Regions from separate parts of the Sus scrofa genome. Here region 1 is linked to region 2. The links are chromatin contacts, called in public HiChIP or PLAC-seq maps. All regions are on one chromosome and are shown on one strand. Each heading gives the region's core, a stretch centred on a gene start, on an enhancer-like site or on the middle of the called end of the contact. The rest is flanking DNA. Distances are from core to core; before and after follow the strand shown. Region 1 overlaps PLA2G16 (phospholipase A2 group XVI). Region 2 overlaps RTN3 (reticulon-3).

What was found. HiChIP or PLAC-seq counts read pairs in DNA pulled down with a chosen protein or histone mark.
Region 1: an H3K27ac HiChIP or PLAC-seq map of alveolar macrophages shows a contact between it and region 2. The contact joins two enhancer-like sites. A contact is called at or near these places in 3 of 47 Hi-C or Micro-C datasets (embryonic fibroblasts, retroperitoneal adipose tissue and subcutaneous adipose tissue) and 2 of 2 datasets of contacts at active chromatin or transcription factors (alveolar macrophages and skeletal muscle).

What each region holds. Positions count from the first base shown.
Region 1 is chr2:8,435,078-8,438,927 of Sscrofa11.1, reverse strand. The region is part of intron 4 of PLA2G16 (phospholipase A2 group XVI); the gene reads right to left. Among named protein-coding and RNA genes, the nearest start is that of PLA2G16, 24 kb to the right of the region's middle. Within about 2 kb of position 2,002, at least 4 of the 83 cell types and tissues checked have an H3K27ac peak or open chromatin away from gene starts, as enhancers often do. A contact at or near this core is called in alveolar macrophages, where this site is marked.
Region 2 is chr2:8,299,537-8,303,297 of Sscrofa11.1, reverse strand. The region is part of intron 5 of RTN3 (reticulon-3); the gene reads left to right. Among named protein-coding and RNA genes, the nearest start is that of C2H11orf95, 19 kb to the right of the region's middle. Within about 2 kb of position 2,022, at least 4 of the 83 cell types and tissues checked have an H3K27ac peak or open chromatin away from gene starts, as enhancers often do. A contact at or near this core is called in alveolar macrophages, where this site is marked.

The sequences.
Region 1 (3,850 bases), core at 753-3,252, 140 kb before region 2:
GCAGCTGTGCTTCTGTCAGTTTCTTGCTAGGGAACCTGCATAAAATCACTTGCATCTGCTGTTTTCCTTGCTAAGCTATGTGTCCAGGTGGGAGAAATGGGGTGCAGATAATGGAGTAAGAACAAGAAGTCCCCAGTTCTTTACAGAACTTCATAGTGTGAGAAGAAATGCTGAGGCAGCAGCCCAGTCACACAAAAGATACTTTGTCAAGGAAAACAACAATAGGCCCATTGTGCTCAGGCTTTGTACTGAGTCAGAGTGTGCAATTCAATACAAGAAATGGTATCCAGCTAGTCCTGGGAGTGCAGACTTCCTAGAAGGAACCATCAGCCTGGGAGAGACGGTGCTACCTACAGATGCCGCTGATGACTGCCTTGCTGCAAGGCTGATGGGTCCCGCCCAGCCACTGTGCTGGTATTACAAGAGTTCTGGTCCTGAAAAAGGACTACAGGGTGTGCATGAGAGGCCTTCAATCAGGAGATCATGAAACAAAAAACATCTCCCTCCTTAGAAATGCTAAGAAATCTGTCTTTTTTTTAAAGTGGGAAAACTGAGGGGTTCCCATCGTGGCGCAGCAGGAACGAATCCGACTAGGAACCATGGGGTTGCAGGTTCAATCCCTGGCCTCGCTCAGTGGGTTAAGGATCCGGCGTTGCTGTGCACTGTGGTGTAGGCCAGCAGCTGTAGCTCCAATTAGACCCCTAGCCTGGGAACGTCCATATGCCGTGGGTGCGGCCCTAAAAAGCTAAATAAATAAATAAATATTAAAAATCATTGCAATTCTCCCTTAATAAAAAAGAATTAAAAAAATAAAGTGAGAAAGCTGAAGTCCTTTGGGGGTGGTACTCTTTTTAGGGCCACACCCAAAGCATATGGAGGTTCCCGGGCTAGGGGTCAAATCGGAGCTACAGCTGTGGGCATACGCCACAGCCACAGCAATGCAGGATCCAAGCCACATCTGCAACCTACACCACAGCTCACGGCAATGCCAGATCCTTAACCCACTGAGCGAGGCCAGGGAGCGAACTCTCGTGGGCAGAAGTCAGGTTTGTCAACTGCCGAGCCACAACGGGAACGTCAGAAAACTGAAACACTATCAGACTGCAGACAGTTAACTGCTTTATGCTACATGGCACCTCTGAGTTAAGCCCTAGAATTGTTTTATTTCTAGGAAAAAGAAAATAATTTTTATTTTTAATGATTTGTATTTTTTCCATTATAGTTGGTTAACAGGAAAAAGAAAATTCTAATGTGCTTTCTTCACCTTCAGGAATGTTCTAAGTGGATATAAGAAGAGTAGTGTTATTTAGAAAGCAATTGAATTTAGACCATGAGAGATTACAAAGTAAGAACAGTTATGAGGAGTTCCTGTTGTGGCTCAGTGGTAACGAACCAGACTAGTATTCATGAGCAGGCGGGTTCCATCCCTGTCTTTGCTCAGTGGGTTAAGCATCTGGGGTTGCCATGAGCTGTGATGTAGGCTTGCGACACACCCAGATCTGGCATTGCTGTGGCCTAGGCCATGGGCCAGCAGCTGCAGCTTCGATTCGACCCCTAGCCTGGGAATTTGCATATGCTACGGGTGTGGCCCAAAAAAGAACTGTTATAAAATATTCATACAGGGAGTTCCCGTTGTGGCACAGTGGTTAACGAATCTGACTAGGAACCATGAGGTTGCAGTTTCGATCCCTGCCCTTGCTCAGTGGGTTAACGATCCGGCGTTGCCATGAGCTGTGGTGTAGGTCGCAGACGTGGCTCGGATCCTGCGTTGCTGTGGCTCTGGCGTAGGTTGGCTATAGCTCCGATTCGACCCCTAGCCTGGGAACCTCCATATGCCGCAGGAGCGGCCCAAGAAATTGCAAAAAGACAAAAAAAAAAAAAAAAAAAAAATTTGGTTTTGGAGTTCCTGCTATGGCATAATGGGTGTTGTCTCTGCAGCGCCAGGATACAGTTACAATCCCTGGCCCAGTGCTGTGGGTTAAGGGATCTGGCGTTGTAGCAGGTGTGGCATAGGCCACGGCTGTGGCTGGGGTCTGACTGAGCTCTGGCTTCAGAGCTTCCATAGGCCACAGAGCAGCCAAAAAAGAAACTTGACTTTAATATTTACAGTAATTTAAAAACAGTACCCTGCAATTTGTCCAGGCTTATGTAATAATACACCTTGGCCACCTCTTCCATTTCTATTTGTCTTACTGTTTTATCTGACACAGGGTAGAATTCAGCATGAGTGTAGCTCTTAGGTGCCTTTTTTGGTGTGTTTTATATTTACTTATTTTCTTTTATTAAAGTATAGTTGCTGCTATCAGAACATATAAGGATTTTCTTTTCTCCCCTAGAAGAATGTGTATAGTTCAATTCCCAGGTCTGAGATTTAAATATGTTTGTAATTCTTGTGGTCATATTTTTGTTTTATTACTTCCTCATACTTATGAATTTTTCCATGTCTTAAGTCTTTTGATTTTAGCTTTATAAAATCATCCACTTGTCCCAAATGACTGCGGCTTTTTTTCATGCTATGGCTTCACTAGCCTTAGTTTAATAAACTGAATGTTTGGATTCCTCAAAAAATAAAAAATAAAAAATAAAATACATTAAAAAATAAAAATAAAGTATAGTTGCTTTACAATGTTGTACCAGTTTCTGCCATATAACAGTGACTCGGTTATTTATGTATCTATACATGCACACATGCTATTTTTTTGTTGTTGTTGTCTTTTGTCTTTTTTTTGTTGTTGTTGTTGTTGTTGTTGCTATTTCTTGGGCCGCTCCCGCGGCATATGGAGGTTCCCAGGCTAGGGGTTGAATCGGAGCTGTAGCCACCGGCCTACGCCAGAGCCACAGCAACGAGGGATCCGAGCCGCATCTGCAACCTACACCACAGCTCACGGCAACGCCAGATCATTAACCCACTGAGCAAGGGCAGGGACCGAACCCGCAACCTCATGGTTCCTAGTCGGATTCGTTAACCACTGCGCCACGACGGGAACTCCACACATGCTTTTTTTTAATCTTCTTTTCCACCATGGGCTAGCCGGGGAGACTGCATATAGTTCCCTATGCTGTACAGCAGGACCTGTCACTTATCCTCGTTGCCTTTTTTCAAGTACTATTCAGTACGAAGGCTTATTTACAAAGCTTACGAAGTGTACACTTTTTTGGAGCCTGAGTATTTTTAGACAGGTAGGTGGAAAATAGGAGATTCTTTTTTTAGAATACTCTGGGGCATGTAAAACACAAACTACATTTTCATTTAAATCCATGGCTTCCCTCTAACTGGGGAGTTAGATGAGTCACACATATTCTGCAGAAGGAAAATTCAGTCTGCTTCAAAGAGCTGAACACAGGGAGTTCCTGTCATGACTCAGTGCAAACGAATCAGACTAGCATCCATGAGGATGCAGGTTCAATTGCTGGCCTCCCTCAGTGGGTTAAGGATCCGGCGTTGCTATGAGCTGTGGTATAGGTCAAAGTGCGGCTCGGATCTGGAGTTGCCTGGGCTGTGGTGTAGGTCAGCAGCTAAGGCTCCGATTGGACCCCTAGCCTGGGAACTTGCATAGGCCACAGGTGCAACCCTAAAAAAAGGCAGAAAGACTTATCTTCATTGTCAATGGCCCAAAATGTCAACAGTGCTGAGGCTGAGAAACCCTCAGGCCAAGAAATGAAAGAGGAACTCTTTGGGACCAGTAGAGATGGTACCTCTTTTTGTTTCGTAGTATGTTCCGGCTTCATTTTCTGTAAGGGGGAGTCCAGGAGAATTGTTGGTGCTGTTATTGTGGTTGTGCTGTCAAGGTTTTGCCTCTTAGGGGTGGATGGTTAGTGCATCGGGCTAAAGCCTCCGGAAGAGAAATGT
Region 2 (3,761 bases), core at 773-3,272:
GGCCAGGGATTGAACCCTCAACCTCATGGTTCCTAGTCGGATTCGTTAACCACTGCGCCACGACGGGAACTCCTGTTTTCATGTTTTATCCAGCTTATAATATGTGACCTTAGAATTTCATTTCTTTTTATTGCCAAGTAATAATTCCATTGTACAGATGTACTACATTTTATGTGTCCTTTATCTGTTGATGGACATTTGCATTGTTTTCCATTTTTTTCCTATTGTGAATAATGTTCTCTGGACGTTGGTGTACACAGATTTTTTGTGTTGTATGTTTTTATTCCTCTAATTCCTGAGTCATATAATAACTCTTTTATGTTATACTTTTTGAGGAACTGCCAAATTGTTTTCCAAAATGGCTGCACCATTTTTTTCATTCCCACAAGGAATGCATGAGGTTCCAGTTTATTCACATCCTTGCCAATATTTGTTAGTGTACTTTTTATTATTATAGCTATTCTAGTGGGTTCACTGTGGTTTTTATTTGCATTTCCCTAATGACTGATGGTATTATGCCTCTTTTTATGTGTTTATTGGCCACTTGTATATTTTTGGAGAAACTTCTATTCAGATACTCTTTTTCTTTTTTTCATTTGGGCTGTTTGTATTACTGAGTTAAAATTCTTTATATATTCATATAGATATCCTGGACACAAATACTGTATCAGATAAATAATTTACAAATACAGTCTCTCATTCTGAACGTTTTCTTGTCACTTTCTTGGTATTGTTTGTAGCACAAAGGTTTTTAATTTTGATATGGTCCTGCTTATCTGTTTTTTCTTTTACTTTTGTGCTTTTGCGATCACATCTGAGAAACTGTTGCCTAATCCAAGATCACAAAGGCTTATTCCTGCTTTCTTCTAAAGCTTTAAGACACTTTCTCAATTTTCCGAAACAACCATTTCATATCTTTTGCTCTCTCTGTAAACCATCTTCATCCCCTTGCCCCTGTTCCAACCAGTGACCTCAGCTCCCTTTTATTGAGAAAATAGAAACATTCAGAAAGGAGTCCCTCCATTTCCAATCTTCAGATCTGTGAATGGGCCTGTGTGCGACCTGTTCCTCTTCACTGCATCGCTCTAGCAAGTGTCGGCCCTCACCTGGGCTCTGGATATCCACTCCTCCTTTCTCCTGGACCTCACTGTTTCTGCCCCGTATCTTCATCTCTCCTTGTTTGTGACTGCATGTAAGTATGCTTTAGTGTTTCCCCATCTTTTAAAAACCGTCCCTTGAGAGTTCCCTCGTGACTCAGCAGGTTAAGCATCCGCGGTCACTGTGGGTGGTTCAGTCTGTCTGGACTTCACATGGCATGGTGCAGCAAAAAAAAAAAATACATCGAGTGATGTTATGTCCTTGTCAGCGTTTTACATTGGGAGGCACATGGTATCCATTGGTTCCACTACTAAGCCTTACTCCGTCTTGAGCTATTCTTGGTTCCCTAAGCATTCTGTGTTGAAACTGTTCTTGTATTCATATGAACTGTGTCGTACGTATACTTGGGCTCTGACTGTAGGAATTCTGCTAAGCGTTTGCTCTTGTAAGCAGGCAGTGTTCTCTTCAGCTTTCCTGTTCAATCAGATGAGTCTGAACTGTCTCCTAGTTCTGTCTTCCCTTTGCAAGATAACTCTCTGGGACTCAGCTTCCCATCAAGAATCATAATTCCGGAGTTCCCGTCGTGGCGCAGTGGTTAACGAATCTGACTAGGAACCATGAGGTTGTGGGTTCGGTCCCTGCCCTTGCTCAGTGGGTTAACGATCCGGCGTTGCCGTGAGCTGTGGTGTAGATTGCAGACGCAGCTCGGATCCAGCGTTGCTGTGGCTCTGGTGTAGGCTGGCAGCTACAGCTCCAATTCAACCCCTAGCCTGCGAACCTCCATATGCAGGAGCGGCCCAAGAAATACCAAAAAAGACCAAAAAAAAAAAAAGAATCATAATTCCTCTTTTTTTTCTCCTAGTGAGTCACAGCCCTTAGACAGAATCTCTGAACCAGTGATTAGTCCTTTTGTACAATCAGCATATCTTTAGTGTTTTCTTAGTCTCAAGTTAGGTCCCTTGGCTCTAGCAAGATTTGGCTTCACAGGAGAGTGTTTTAGCTGAATATGGGGAAGAACTGGGTGCTGTTGGGTCAGCTGAATCTGATTCTAGTTCACTTGACCCTCAATTACAGTTATCTAGGCTAACCATACTTTTGGATCATAGTTGATGTTTGAGGAGTTGCTGTTGTGGAGCAGCGGAAACGAATCTGACTAGGAACCATGAAGTTGCGGGTTTGATCCCTGGCCTCGCTCGGTGGGTTAAGGATCCGGCGTTGCAGTGAGCTGTGGTGTAGGTCAAAGACGTGGCTTGGATCCCTCGTTGCTGTGGCTCTGGTGTTGTTGTGGCTCTGGCATAGGCCTATGGCTACAGCTCAGATTAGCCCCCTAGCCTGGGAACCTCCATATGCCATGGGTGCGGCCCTAAAAAGGACAAAAAAGCCAAAATAAAAAAAATAAAATAAAATAAAATTTGAGTGTTTACTGTGGGTCATTTATAGTACTAAGCATTCTCCACATTAATTAGCTTTATTCCTTTAAACAACGCTAAGAAATAGGTGTCACTTTCTTCATCATACAGATGAGAAAACATAGGTTTTGAACGGTTAATTAAGGTAATATGGCTAAAAATTACTAAACTCAAATTCCTGTCTCTCCAACCCCCAAAGTCCATATTTCTTTTCTTTATAAGCAAAGAGTAGTACAGAAGAAACTGGCCTGGGGCTATTAGTGTTGAAGTTAGCCTTCTTCACAGATTGAAGTTCAGATGTTGTATCATTGCTAGATTGGAGGTAATTGCTAGCCCTCATACTCAGAGTTTTTGAAGTGTCTTTAAGTAAAAGAACTTAGATTTTTCCATTTTGGATTTCCCAACCCTACGAACCACTTGCCTCAAACAGCCTTGGTATACCTATTTCCTAACAGTTATCCCCATTCATTTTCAAAAGTAGTGTGGTTTAGATAATTATATGGTCTCCTACCCATAATCCTTCCTGAGCTCTCTTCAGATTAGCATAGGGGCTGCTGTTTCATTGTAACCAACACTGACAGAACTTGATGGGTTTTTATTCACCACTCTCTCTGCCCCCACTCCAGTTTCCACATTTCAGGTTACCTTTGGTTTATACTATAGCTGTTGACCTGACTAATTTATAAGCATGGTTTGCTTCATTTAGTCAGCATTTATCAAGATTTTCTGGAGTTCCCATTATGGCTCAGCGGAAATGAACCCAACTAGTATCCATGGAGCAGGATCGCTCCCTGGCCTTGCTCAGTGGGTTAAGGATCCAGCATTGCCGTGAGCTGTGGTGTAGGTCACAGACACGGCTCCGATCTGGCATTGCTGTGGCTCTGGTGCAGGCCAGCGGCTATAGCTGCAATTCGACCTCTAGCCTGGGAACCTCCATATGCCACGGTACGGCCCTAGAAAAAAAAAGACAAGATTTTCCTATACCTGCTCTGTTGAAACATTAAAAGTAAATGACACTTTATGCCATTGCACTTCAGTTAGTCATGACTAAAAAATAAGTTTCTGAGTTTCTCTAAACCTCCCTAGAGACCAGAGGACTCTTTAGCAGTGTGAATCATCATCCCTGATGTAATCTGATTTTCTTTATCACATTCTCTTACGGAGGGTGCACCTGTAGTTGCATGATTGCGTGCTAGTATGATGCTTCTCAGGTGTGCAGGACACAGCCAGAGCGAATAGTCCTGGCCTCATGGC